Linked DNA regions of Sus scrofa: region 2 is linked to region 1. A link is a contact called in public Hi-C data. All regions are on one chromosome and are shown on one strand. Each heading gives the region's core, a stretch centred on a gene start, on an enhancer-like site or on the middle of the called end of the contact. The rest is flanking DNA. Distances are from core to core; before and after follow the strand shown.

Evidence for each region. A called contact is a pair of places that touch in the nucleus more often than the background predicts.
Region 2: a contact with region 1 is called in a Hi-C map of liver, with 2.7 times the contacts expected there. The contact joins the promoter of TMEM104 here to the promoter of FDXR in region 1. A contact is called at or near these places in 5 of 5 promoter capture datasets (fetal liver, fetal skeletal muscle, liver and 1 more), 29 of 47 Hi-C or Micro-C datasets (alveolar macrophages, blood, brain and 14 more) and 2 of 2 datasets of contacts at active chromatin or transcription factors (alveolar macrophages and skeletal muscle).

Annotation. Positions count from the first base shown.
Region 1 is chr12:6,369,957-6,376,934 of Sscrofa11.1, reverse strand. It overlaps FDXR (ferredoxin reductase), which reads right to left and starts at 4,640. Exons shown (of 12, transcript NM_001244727.1): 1 at 4,524-4,640; 2 at 3,649-3,746. The coding sequence starts at 4,602.
Region 2 is chr12:6,457,077-6,464,330 of Sscrofa11.1, reverse strand. TMEM104 (transmembrane protein 104) reads left to right here and starts at 4,752. Exons shown (of 10, transcript XM_003131226.4): 1 at 4,752-4,878; 2 at 5,509-5,655. The coding sequence starts at 5,611. NAT9 (N-acetyltransferase 9 (putative)) reads right to left here and starts at 4,591. Exons shown (of 7, transcript NM_001195360.1): 1 at 4,584-4,591; 2 at 3,582-3,667; 3 at 2,602-2,711; 4 at 1,924-2,067; 5 at 1,032-1,091; 6 at 743-837; 7 at 95-619. The coding sequence starts at 3,658. The coding sequence ends at 485.

The sequences.
Region 1 (6,978 bases), core at 3,391-5,890:
AGCAGCCCCGGGGGCCAATCCACCTGCCGCTGACTGCGCTGCTGGAATGTTTCCTAACTTCTCTGGACAACAGAACATTCCTTCCTGCGTGAGGCTCAAGATTAAATGAGCCCAGGGCTTGCCCACCATGGTGGCTGGACGTCACTGCCTTGCTCACAAACCCTCCCTGGCTGCCTGTCACGACAAAGTTCAAACTGCGTAGCCTGGAGGTCAATACCACACACAATCTAATCCGACGCTCCCTCTCATCGTCCCTTCTCTCTGGCTAAGGAGTCACCCTGCTCTCTTCAAGGCCACCTCCAAGAGGCTAAACCCAGTACACCTGTTCCCCAGTTTGAATCTTCCAGGAGGCCCTGCCCCCTAACTCTCCTCCCTCCAATGCCCCCGGCCGCTCTTTTCCAGGCCCCTTTTTCTCTGTCCTGTAATGAGAATCTTCTCTGAGGTTCTTCCAATCTGAGCCCCACCCCCACCCCCACACACATTCATGGGGATATTCCATCTGCCCCCTCCCATTACCTTACATTCCTGGGGACTTACTGATGACATTCTACTCTCTCTCTCCTGCCTAGACCTGCCACCAAGCTGGAGACCCCTGGACAGATTACCCCAGACACCTCACACCCATCCAGATGAAAGCCAGTCCCGCCTCCCTCCAGACCTCTCCCCCTCTGCCTTTGGGCTTCCTTCCACCCCATCCACCCGGAGTCCAAGCTGGACCCTGGGGCTCCTCCCAGACTCCCCTCAACCCCATCCGAGGAGACCTCCATCCTCCCCTCCGCCACCCCAGCAGCTCCCTATGGCTCTCCAGCCCTGCTTCCTGGCTCTGCTGTCTGCCCTGCAGGCAGAGAGCTCCAGATAAAAATGGGGTGCCTTAGGGAGTTCCCATCATGGCACAGTGGTTAATGAACCTGACTAGGATCCATGAGGATGTGGATTCAATCCCTGGCCTCACTCAGTGGGTTAAGGACCCGGCGTTGCTGTGAGCTGTGGTGTAGGTTACCGACACGGCTTGGATCTGGCGTTGCTGTGGCTGTGGCGTAGGCCAGCAGCTGTAGCTTGGATTCGACCCCTAGCCTGGGAACCTTCAAATGCCGCACATGTGACCCTAAAAAGAAAAAAATAATGGGGTGCTTTCAGTCCCTCGGCTAGAATCCTTCGGCGAAGCCAACCACCTCTAACATCGGAGGAGCAGACTCCCCTGGGGAACTGGTTCTCAAATGTTCACTCCTGGGCTCAGAAATGTGCATTTTAACAAGTCCCCCCCAGGGGTGAAAGGAGGCGGGTGGCAGCACCAAGAGAAACTGCCAGAGTCCAAGCTGGTCAGTGGAGTCCAAGCCCCCAGGATCTGCCCCTGCCCCGGCCCCCTAGCCCCTGCTCTCACCTCTCCATGCACCCTGCCACACCTAGCTTCCTGAACTCGCCTATCCCGGCACCAGCACTCTGTCTTTCCTCTGGATCTCTGTCACCCGGTTCGCTGTGCCTGGGGCCCTCTGGACTCCTACCCATCCCCCTGCCTCATCCAGCAGCTCTTTTTTTTTTTTTTTTTTTTTTTTTTTTTTCTTTTTTATGCAGCCACACACGTGGCATATGGAAGTTCCCAGGCTTGGGGACCAGGGGTCAAACTGGAGCCGCAGCTTGGGCAGTGTAGGATCCTTAACCCACTGAGCGAGGCCACGGATGGAACCTGCATCCTCACAGAAACAACATCAAGGCCTTAAGCCACCGAGCCACAACGGGAACTCCCTGGCAGCTCCTTCTGTCCTTCGGACAACAATCCAAACATCACCACCTCCGGGCTGGGTTAAGTGCGCCAGAGCCCTAGAGCACCACATGAAGCCTCTTCCCTACATTCCACAACCCCTGCTTTCGACTGGCATGTCTCTGAGCAAGGGGATCACGTCTGTCCTGCTCACACCCATGTTCTCAGGGCCAAGCCTGTGCCTGGAGCACGTCAATGTCCAGCGATTGATTACTGGACAGCCCAGCGTGGAGCTTAATAGCAGCTTTGCAAGTTGTCTTGAGGATGGGGTAAGATGCGATATAGACAGGGCCTGACTCAGCTCAGTGCCAGTGTCCCAAATGTTCCCGCTGTGGAGTGCAGCTGGCAGCTTGGAGCTCCCAGTGTGGGCCAGGACCAGCTTGTACCTGGCCTCTGGGCCCTTCCCCCAGCACCTCCCACAGGGCAAGTACGGGGACTGAGAATCCTGTCCGGAAGGCCCACTCCCCTCGGTCACCATATTTCCAGGTGTAACTCACAGAATGCCGCTTACACGAAGCCCTCCAGGGCCTCCCCAGCCACCCCCAGGGAGACTCTCGGTCTCCATCCCAGAGCCCGGGGCTGTCCTACCATGTGGCAGTCAGCCCCTGGATGACTCCCCACACGTGGAAGGGCCTCTCCAGAGCCCTCGGCCTCCTTTAGAGCAACTCAAAGACACCTTCTCCAGAAACACTTTCTGACAGACGCCACCCAACTGGGCTCGCGCTGGTCACCTCATCGTAATTAGCTCTTTCACCTGTGCTGCATGGAAGGCGTTCTTAGGTCACATTTCAGTCGGGTGACCAACTCATCCTGGCTTCCCCAAGACCCTCCTAGTTTTAGCACTGAAAGCCTCAGGTCCTGGGCAAACTGGGGAGGTTGCCCACCCTGCTTTTTAGGTTCTCTGTGTGTGTGTGATTAATAAATTCATCTTTCCCCCCACCTCTCCAGAGCAAGGCCATTGTCCTATGTCTTAGTCAGCTTCGGTCTCCCTCCCCCTCCCTCCCCCCACCCAACCCATGATTTTCCCTCCCTCCCCCCACCAAGGTCTGCGCAAATCTCAAGGATAACCAGCAGCCTTGGGACCCTGCCTGCCAATACCATAACCTTGAGAGCCTGGCCATGGGGTGCAGGAAAGGGGAGGAATGGGGGTGGAGAGCAGCTGAAAGACTAGCAGCACGGGGAGGCCTGGAGCTATTGCTGCGGAGAGCACGGGGAGGTACCTGAAGTTACAGAAAGCCTGAGAAGAGGGGATGGCCTGGAGATGCAGGATGTTGGGGATGGTGGAGGCAGAGGAGGAAGACGGGAAGACATGGGGAGGACAAAGTCATCAAGCAGGTCTGCATAAGCTCCCTGGAGGACGTGACCAAGAAAGAAGAGCCCACCATCTGCCTCGGACCACTGGCCATCACCATGAGGCAAACTCACTTCTCTCACAGCTGAGAACCTATGGGGAGCCGCAAATGTAGGTGACAAAGCATATAGGGAGTGTCCCTTCTTTTTCTTTTGCTTTTTAGGGCCTCACCCGAGGCATATGGAAGTTCCCAGGCTAGGGGGTGGAACTGGAACCACAGTTGCCGGCCTACAACAAAGCCATAGCAATTCAGGATCTGAGCTGCGTCTGCGACCTACACTACAGCTCACAGCAACGCTGGATCCTTAACCCACTGAGCAAGGCTGGGAATCGGACCCACATCCTCATGGATACAAGTCAGATTCATTTCCGCTGCGCCACAACAGGAACTCCAGGTAGTGTTCCATCTAGATGGGCTTGGGGTCCCTTCCCCATCAGGGATCCAGGAGGGCTTTTAAAACCCAAAAGGGTGGAGTTTGCCCTTAGGACTGGAGCAGCAGGTGAATATGGTAAAGGGAAGCAGGAGGAAGAGGCTTACCTTTAGCAGGTGTTGGGCCGTGTAAAAGCCAGCTGGGCCACTGCCCACCACACAGATCTGGGGGGTCTGCTCCTGTGTGGAGAACTGCTGGCGGAAGCCTAGGGCAGGGGGACAGAAGAGGAAGGTCACATCAAGGCTCCCTCCCCCATCTCAAGCCAACTTGAGTGTCAAACAGAAGACGGAGCTTCCCAGGCTTTACCCTCATCTACGTCCTCCTCCTTTTCCTCAGAGCTTTGGAGTTTGCAGGGTCCCTTACTTCTTCTGAAACCCCAAGGGCTGTGTCTCCATCCAGAGCTCCCATCTCACCCATGAACTTCCTATGCTTCGGAAGTTGCCACTCAACAATCCCTATCACCCCCGAAGCTGCCCTGTGCAGTACTTCTTAATTTTTCTTACCGGGTCCTTACCGACCCAGCAAGAATATACATTTTTCCAAAGACCCCATATCATCCCAATCTCACCCCTGTGGATCGCCCCACAATGCCTCATTTTACTTTTTCTAACCCCCCTCTCTCCACAGAGCCCTACATTGTAGCCCATAAAGACTCCTGTTTCGCCTCAGACTTCCCTCTTGCCCCACAGAACTCCATGTCACCCTCATCCACTCTTTCTCACACTTGTGAACATCATGGGCTCCCCTTCTCGCCGTCGCTGACCACTGTCTCACCTCAGGAGCCTCTTCTTTCACCACACAGGCCGCCATGTGCCCCCGCACACCACCCGCATCTCGTCTGCACGAGTGCACCCCTCCAGTCTCGCCCCGGATCCCCTCTCTCCCCTCTCCAGCTCTGCCCCAGCTCGGCTCCGACCGCTATACTTAGCGCTCGTAGGCCTCCCCGCTCTCCCATCCAGCTCTAAAGGTGCCCTGTTCCTACTCTGTGTGCTCCCGGAAGGAGGCGGCCGGGTCCGAGGCCACGCCGACCAGTGCCACCAGCGCCAGCAGCGCAGAGCCATTCCTGAGAAGAGTAACCAGCTTGCAGATCCGATCGCTCTGACCGCCCTGCGCCCCGCGCAGGTTGCGGCCCCTCCCTCGCCCTTCTCCTGACCCCGCCCACAAGCGCGGGCCCGCCCCAAGCCCCGCCTCCCCCTCTCGAGGAAAGCTTAGTGTGGCCGCTCCACCCCAACTCCTGAAAGAATCCCGCCCCCCCAGTCCACCCACTCCGCTAAAGGTCCGCCCCCCAGGACTTCCGGGCTGCAGGTGACTTAATAAATTTTTCCCCAATCTTCACGGTCTCTCCAATTATCTGGAGCTAGAGTTGGAGGAGAGCAAATCCCCATTGCTGTTTCAACTCCTCCTGAAAGAGAGAGCCAATTAGAAAGGAGCTTACTTTACTCAGCCACTCCCTCTGGATGCTCTCTCGTCGCTCGCTGATGACGCTAGGCACCGTTCCTATTTGATGGTTTACCCCGGCTCTTTTTTTGTTCTAGCCAATCACAAGCCGGGTTCTAGCGAGACTCCTCGCCCATTGGGTAATAACTACGGAGTCCGAGAGTCTGAGAAAAAGGATCTCCTGCCGAGACTTTAGCTACTGCTTTCTCCGACGGTGGGCGTTATTACAGGTGTGACCCGGAAAAAGGCTGTCCAGGTCCAGACTAGGAGAATTTTAAACCTTGGAGATCTTGTTGCTTAACCCTCTTCCCTTTCACATAGGTGAGGGAACAGAGGAAGACGGTCTTACCCAAGTGTCTGTACTAAGACATAGGCAGTCTCCCACCCTTGTCCAACAGACTAGAGTAGGGTGAGGTGAATGAGGCACTGGCCTTCCGAGCAAAATATACGGGGCGCCAAAAACCTCGTAATCAAGTTAATAATATTGTAATGCAGTATCTCAAAAGATCAAAGATAAGGCAAAAATCCGTGTGTGTGTGTGTGTGTGTGTGTGTTTTAGGGCCCCGCCCGCGGCATATGGAAGTTCTTAGGCTAGGGGTCAAATCGTAGCTTCAGTTGCCGGCCTACGCCACAGCCACAGCAATGCCAGATCCGAGCCACATCTGTAACCTACACCGCAGCTTGTGGCAATGCCAGATCCTTAACTCCCTGTGGCCGGGCTGAAATCGAACCTGTGTCCCAGCGCTCCTAAGACGCCACCGATGCCGTTTTGTCACAATGGGAGGGTACACTGTTTTGTTTTAATTATCTTTTTAATTCAAGTGTCGATTGAAAGGAAAATGCACGTGTCTAACGTTGTGAGTTAAGATTTATTTGGGGGGAGTTCCCGTCGTGGCGCAGTGGTTAACGAATCCGACTAGGAACCATGAGGTTGCGGGTTCGGTCCCTGCCCTTGCTCAGTGGGTTAACGATCCGGCGTTGCTGCGAGCTGTGGTGTAGGTTGCAGATGCGGCTCGGATCCCGCGTTGCTGTGGCTCTGGCGTAGGCCGGTGGCTACAGCTCCGATTCGACCCCTAGCCTGGGAACCTCCATATGCCGCGGAAGCAGCCCAAGGAAATAGCAAAAAGACAAAAAAAAAAAAAGATTTATTTGGGTACTTTACCTGAGGACCTTAGCCCAGGAGAGGCCTCTCAGATTACTCTGAGAAACTGCTCAAAAAAGGTAGGAGAGGAGCCCAGGATATATATGATTTTTTTTTCCCTGGGAAAAACAGGTAGTCAAAGCATAAAAAGATTACTGCTAATCATAAAGAATGAACAACTTGAGCGAATGGTTTTGGTGCTTTTCCTTGTATGGGAAGATGCAAGAATCTGGGGTCACTGAGATTTTTCCTTAGATATGTAATTTTATCTAGGGCCAGTATATCCAAAGCACAGAATGCTTCCTGGTTTTCCTCATCCTGAATTCCCCCCAGGGAGCATTGTCCTTGAGTGACTGCAGTGGCTAATGGCTTGATCCTTGTAGAACTGGCTTGATCCTTGTAGAACTGGAATAGCAGCATCATTTTTCTTGTTACAAAGTATAGTGAACATAAGCCCTGCACAAGTCATGTGTACTGTCTGCTGAAGCATCACAAGATGTAACCATGTAACCACCACTCAGATCAAGGAGTAGAACATGGTTAACAAACCCCGGGAGCTCCTCATGTCCCTTTTAGTCACTCCCCCTCCCTAGACCTGCGAAATAAACACTGCTCTGACTCTTAGTAAGTCATTGTGTTTTGGGCTTGTCCTGCTAGACCAGGAGTAGGCAAACTATGGCTTACAGGCCAAATCTTGTCCACCACCTGTTTCCGCACAACCCACAAGCTCAACATTTTTACATTCTTAAATGGTTTTTAATCATTGTAGGAGTTACCTGGTGGCTCAGTGGGTTAAGGACCTGGCACTGCCACTGATGTTGCTCTGGTTACTGCTGTGGCATGGGTTCGATCCCTGGCC
Region 2 (7,254 bases), core at 3,503-6,002, 87 kb before region 1:
TGAGCTATTCCTGTCCCCATGTCATTGGACCAGATGCCAGAGGCTGGGCCTCCTGGTAGCTCACCTCCAAGGACCCAATGAGAAGACGGCAAGCTGCAGGCAGTGGGCTTTACTCCTGGCCAGAGGCTCGGTGGCCCCTCCGGCCTTCCAGGCGAAAAGGAAGTCTTGCCTGTTCACCAGGCCCCTCCCTCAACTCTGGCTCCACGCCCACCCTGGCCTCTGCCATGGATTCATGCCATCCGCTCCAGGTTCCGAGAGTCCAGGGTTGGCCAGGAGCAGGGGCTGGCCCTGGAGGGGCTCAGCCACGCTGCCACACAAGGGAGGCCAAGCAAGTCCAGCCCAGGGTCTGAAGGGCCCCCAAAAGATTTCCAACCTGGAGCAGGGCCCAGAGTATCTGCCCCCGAGGCTCCCTCCATTCTCCTGTGGCAGGAGCCTGGTCTTACACTCCCGTTCACACAGGGTGGCCAGGCCACGAGGCCAGCTGTCAGTGGGGCTCTGAGGACCCATCTCTGTAGGGCTTCTCTTGCATATGGCTGGTCTGCTCCAGAAGCCACTGCCGCTCCGGCTCACTCATTGTCAGCCTGAGTGTCACCTCCTGGAAGACACTGCTCACGGCCACCTGCGGAAGCCAGAGAGCGCGGGGGGGTGGGGGTGGGGGGCTAAGTTACCGCCACAAGCGAGAGCACCACCCGGTCGCACGGCCCAGACCCGGGCCTCGCCCTCTCACCCACAGCATCCTCACCTGCTCAAAGTGCAGCCTGCGGAACATCCGGATGCTGGGTTCATTTTCTTGCCCAATTTTAGCCTCAAACGTGGTCAGACCTAGCTTGGTGACTCCTCTCGGAAGGGATGAGAGAGAGGGTCAAGCCTGGGGATGAAGCCTTACTCCCCGCTCAGCCCACCCCCCCGCACCCTCCACCTCTCCGGTCTCGGTCTGCAGGTGAGGCGCCCACCGCCTGCCTGCCCCCTGCCCCCACCGGGCCTCCCCCCACGGTCTAGGCACTTCCCACCACCCAGCTGGCCTCCCTTACCATAAGCCATCATCATGAGGACGGCCTCGGTGCCCAAGCCCTGGCCCCTGCAGCTGGGCTCTAGGAGGAAGGACAGCAATCGCTGACACTGCGTGCCCGGCTCACTTCACCCTCACGGCCCCAGGGGGCTCGCAAGTGTGATTACCGTTCTGTGGCTGAGGAGACAGAGGCCCAGAGACCTTAAATGACTCGACCGAGGCCTCACGGCTTAGACACCCAGCAATCTGCCCCCAAAGCTGGCCCCTTCAGCTCGGAGTGCTGCCCCATGCAGAGAGTTGCACAGCCCCTTAGAAAGAGGCTGAGGACCCCGATGGACACAGGCACTGGATCGGCTCCTTCCCAACAGGGAAAGATGCTCCAGGGAGGATCACTTCTCTCCGGAGACTCCTCGGTCCACCCCCAGGATGGGGCAGACTACAGTTTCCCGTCGTGGCACAGAGGAAAACAAACCCAACTAGGATCCACGAGGATGCGGGTTCGATCCCTGGCCTTGCTCAGTGGGTGGGGATCTGACGTTGCCGTGAGCTGTGATGTAGGTCGCAGGCGCGGTTCGGATCCCGCTTCTGGGGCTGTGGTGTAGGCTGGCAGCTGCAACTCCAATTCGACCCCTAGCCCAGGAACTTTCCATATGCCACAGGTGTGGCCCTTAAAAAAAAAAAAAAAAAAAAAAAAAAAAAAAAGGCCCTAAAATCCAAGGTTAAGTTCACAGCTAAGGATGACATGGGAGTACAGTGAACCACCAGGGGTGAGCCACACCGCTAACAAGGTGCCAGGTAGTAGCCTGCCAGCTAGGAGCCTCCCACGGAGCTGAGTGCCATGGCTGCCTTCAAGTTCAGCAGATCTGAGGGCCAGAAGGGAGGGGCAGGGCCAGGGGAGGCGGGGGGAAACGAACCTGCAATCATGACCTCAATCTCCCCCAGGGAGGGGTCCCCTAGATCTGTGAGGAAGAGGTTCACGTCTCCAGCCATGCAGCTCTCTTCACTGGGGCCTGGCTGGCCCTGCCACTTCTCTGCAGCCAGCACGATGAAGGTGCACTCTGCCGAGGGAGGCGAAGGGTTAGCAGCGACACGCCCCAGAGAAGTGCAGCGAGAACAGCCTTCCTACCCAAACCAGAGAACTTCTGCTGTCCCTGAGTCTGGCAGAGAAGGGGAGCCGGCACTTCCTTCAGCTGGTGACCAAGCCCAAGATCTGCCTGGTGCAGGAAACAATGCCCTTCTCCAAAGAGCAACTGTATCCTCAGAGAGCCGGCCAGTCAGAGCAGTAACCACATGGTGCCAAGGGCCTCCATTTACAGCCAGAGCCCAAAATGCCTTCCTGTCTCTCAATCCTCCCACGCCTGGTGCAGTGAGTGGGAAGAAAACAGAAGCGTCGGCCACAGGGACCGGCTTCAGTGGGCCTCGGAGGACGAGGGTTTCAGGCACCTCCCAGGCTTTTCCCCAAGTGCTTTTTGTGAAATTTCTGTGGCCCCAGCAGGGCTACAGCTGGGAATGGGAAAGGGAGGGAGGCTGAGATGGCCTCTGGAATCCTCCCATGACCCTCCCACGACCCACCCAGGGTCTCCACTTCTCACTGTCCGCATCTTCCCGCCAGCTCTGCTGCATCGCGTACTCCTGCTCCAGGGTCAGCGGCTCAGACGCTGTCAAACGCTGCAGCTCCTCTGATTTCATCCACTCATGGTACCTGCAGGGACGGAGGGATGGCCTTTGGCATGCAGGCCTTCTCCAGAAGCACGATCTGACACTTGATGAGATGAAGAAACAGATGGTCGAGAGGTGAACCCCACAGGGCCAACAGAGGGCTCAGAGCCAAGAAAGGGTTAAAACTGCTCCTATAGCAGAAGTCCACGGGCACGAGAATGAGAGGCAGGCTACGCCCAAAGAGAATAGCAGGAGCCAGTTCCTTCTGTCCAGCTTCCTCTCCTGTCTCAGAGGTCAATACGGGGGAGCAGTCTGGAGCTAAACATTCCTCAGATTCCTGAGGGGAAAGAGTGGCAAGGTGAACTCCGCAAAGAAGGCTGGACCGACCTCCACAAGGGTGGGCAATGGGACTCCCCAAAAGGAAAACTACAAGTAAAAATACCCGCCTACAGCACCAACCTCCTCATCCACCAGACATCTGCCAACAAGCCCCAGAGTCCCACCCTGCAACTCAGTCCCGGCCTTTCAAACAGCAGACATCACACCAACCCATCGGCTCAGGTTTATGACACACTAACATTTAGTCTCTAAGAATCGAGCCCAGTCACTGGCCAGAGGAACGGTACTCATTGATAAATAACTACACGAGAAAATAATACCTTTTTTTCCTTGCACACATTTGGTTTACATACAATTATTCCTGGCCAAAAGGCCAAGAAGGAAGCTGAGGGGGTGAAAGGAGGAAACAGGGGGATGGGTGACTTTGGTTTTCACTTTTTTCCTGTAACTACTTCTCACATCAATGTTTCTCCCTCTTAGAGAAAACAACCCCTGAGAACTGGGCTAAGGCAGGCTGACCTCCTCGCTGTACCTTGGACAGCTGGCCTGTGCCCAGTGTCAGGTGAATGATTACCTAGGCACATGCTCCGGGGTGTAGGGTACCAGCACCACCTTCTTTCCCAGAAGCAAGGTGTTCTGATTTAACCTCATGGTAGCAGCCTGTGGGGGGGAGGGCAAAGATTTCAGGACCCTGAGTTTCCTTCCACTTAGAGTAGGCGGGAGCCCCAGTTCTTAATTCACTAAATGCCTCCTGAGGCTAAGTTATTAGAAGAACCTCCATCTTTCTTTCTTCCTTTTTTTTTTTTTTTTTTTTTTTTTCCCCTTTTTAGGGCCGCACCTGCAGCATATGGAAGTTCCCAGGCTAGGTGCTGAATCCAAGCTGCAGCTGCCGGCCTACACCACAGCCACAACCAAAACAACGCAGGATCCGAGTCGCATCCACAGTTCAGGGCAACTCCAGATCCTTAACCCACTGAGCCAGGCCAGGAATGGAACCCGCAACTTCACGGATAGCAGTTGGGTTTGTTACCGCTGAGCCACAACGGGAACTCTCCGTCTTTCTTTCCAAACATTTCAGAGGACACGACTCCCCTTGCAAGAAGGGGAACCAAGCTGGTTAAAGATAATTAAACAATCCTGGGCTCGCATGCCAAGGCGCCAAGCATGGGCTGCCTTTTCTGCCCATCCTTTCCACCCCATCTCCCAGAACGTCCATGCCTCACACCTTAACAGCAAGACTTGTCAACAAAATTCCCCTTGCTTGCCCCAGTCTTGAGACTCCACCCAGAATCAATTTCCAGCCCTGTCTTAAACCTATTTCCCAGCGACCACCCCACTAGGCTCCCGCCCTCCCTCTTCCTGCCCCCCAAGCCGTCTGGGCCTCCCCGGCCGCGCTAGGGTGAGACAGGCCCAAGGCCTCAGTCCCTTCCCCTTTGTGAGGAGTTATAGGCTCCTCTTCTCGAACTCCCGCAACCACTGAAGCCCCGGGACGACCAAGTTCACACCCACTCCTCGTAAGAAGAATGAGTCCCCAACAGGCGTCAAACGCCTCTTCCACCCAGCCCCGCTTTCCTACCTGGCTGACGGCCTTTCCTCCCGCATGCGCGTAGCACCGCACCCCGCCCTCTTCCGCCACGCAGACGGCAGCCGCCGGGGCCCAATCCCGGTCCCGCCTCCGCGAGGAGTCCAATCAGCGCTGCGCGCCTCGCCCAATCAGCGCCGCGCGCCCCGCCCGAGGCGCGCGCAGAAAAGGTGGGCTCCCGGCGCGGGCGCATGCGCGCTGCAGGCGCTGGTGCGGGACAGCTGGCGCCGGCAGCAACCCAGGGGCTGGAGGCGGTGGCCGCGGCGGCTCGGAGCAAGCTGCGCTGCAGGTGTCGGGCCGGCCGGAGGGTGGGATGGACTGGGGTCGTGCCGGACTCGAGGCTTCTCTAGGAGGGGGGAGAAAATGGGGGAGAGGATCGGAGGAGGGCTCTTGAGAAGACGGGCAGTGCGGGGAGCCCTAAGGCAGGTCGGGGGACGTGGAGTGGAGGCCTCGTTAAGAAGGAGAGGCTTTGGGGCAAGAGTTGGGTTGTCGGCGACCTAAGAAAACCTCCAACTCTTTGCCCTAGGCGGAGGAGGCAGACAGTCACTAGCTGCCCTGGGTGGTAGTGAGCTCGCTGTTCCGGCATCAAATGGGGTTATCCAGAGTGTGTAAAGGGGACCCTTGTAGTGGGTGAGACTTAGTGGCTTCTGAAGCGTCCTAAATCACTTGGAGTCTGAGCGGCTTGGAATACATTCATGCCTGCACAGCAAGGAGAAATTTAGAAGAAACTACTCAGCAAGGAGAAAGTTAAAAGAAACCACTCAGTCATCATACAGGGAGACCCTTCCCTCCGGGCTGTCTTGTGACAGATATCGAGGCTGTAAATGTCTGATTAAACGATGGGAAGGGAGCGGCTCTGCAGACATCCCCCCACCCGCATTTAGGTCCATCAGAAAGTTGAAGCCTGCTCTTTTCTTAGGGAGCCGCAGCAGCCGCCGCCACCACCGCCACCATCACCGCCACCACCACCACCGCACAGAGGGGAGCTTGGCTACCGAGGGACCCTTCTTCACCTTTGGAAATGGCGGGTGAAATCACCGAGACCGGAGAGCTCTATTCTCCCTACGTGAGTTTTACTTTGGGAGCCTGTCTTGCCTACATCGGTGCCTCTGGCTTCTAGAGAAGCACGCTGCTTCCTGTGGACTGTAATTGTGAGCCCAGCGCTTTCAGAGCTGGAGTCTGGGGACCCCATCCAGCAGTAGCCACGGTGACCATATTGTGAGAGGCAGGTTTGGTCCCTGTTTGAGTGTCCATCAGAGAGTGGTCAAGAAAACCAAACTGCCTCTTGCTAGCTCTTTATGGTATTTATCTCAGGACTGCCACCATTTTCAGCCCATGCGGCCAGTTCCTATGGACAGTGGCTGTTGGCCGTCGACTCTGGGTTTTGCTCATCTTAGCAGTCTGCAACCACTATGGTTCTTAGCTGAATTTTAAGTTGCACAACTTTTATAGTCTTGGATGGCGTAAGAGGCAGAGAAAGCTCACAGAGACCTCCAATGCAGTTTGGTGCAGTCTGTAATTAGAACAATTAGAATGATTGATTTCTCCCTCTCTTGGGTCTGTGTTACCCCTCGCACACACACGTTCAGTTTATCTTCTTTGTGTAGTAGAAGATTGGTCACGATTACATCACGGATAAGTAGCAGGAAGACTGGAATAATCGAATGATTGATTCCTGTTGCTGCCAAGGATCCCAAGGAAAGGCAGCACTGCCTTAAGCAGCCAGAGTCCTCCTTCTAGAAAGTGCCCAACCTGAAACAGCTGCCCTGCTTTGCACTTACCTTTCTGGCCTGGGGATCCCTGATCTGTTTCTGCTAGCCAGCCTCACAGACTCCAGAGCTGTGGGGTGACAGCTAAGGAGACATGGCTGAGAACAGCAGGTCCAAACTCTTCCTCCCACTAGGTCTTCCGGCTGGATCTGTGCCTTGCCTGTGTAGCACCAGGGGCACCTCCTCCATCTCTGTAATTTATGAGGGAAGTCTGTCTTGAACCTGGAAATGAGCGGACTCGTGTCCCTCTCATGTCATGTGTGGGATTGTGTAACAGCTCACAGCCTCCTTGGGATCAGTAAGGACATGTCCATAGAAATCACCCAGGTTCCTGCTTCATCTTACAACAGCTGTAAGCCTAGCGGCGAGGAGATGAGTTATTTCTATAACTGGGTGTTAAGAAGGAAAGTCTCTGACGGGCCTACTTTTCTTGTGCCTCCAGCTGTTCGGTAATCATTTCATTTGTCAGCATGTGCCCACAGGAAATGGGGCAGTGAGACCTAAACGCCTCAGTGGGTTCTGCTTTTTTTTTTTTCTTTGCCTCTTTTTTCCCCCCATGTGGGGGGTCAAATTGGAGCTGTAGCTGCCAGCCTATGCTACAGCCCAGCAACTTGGGATCCGAGCTGCGTTTGTGACCTGCACCACAGCTCATGGCAACGCCAGATCCTTAACCCACGGAGTGAGGCCAGGGATTGAACCCAAGTCCTCATGGATACTAGTCGAAGTTCGTTAACTGCTGTGCCACGACGGGAACTCCAGTGGGTTCCGCTCTTTAAACACTTTTTCTCTCCAGTTCCTATGCGTTGGGTTTTGTTGAAGATCTGTGCTCAAGGGCCTACCCTGGGCATGGCCGTGACTCCACGCCCACTCTCTTATCGTATCCTGCCAGTGAAGAG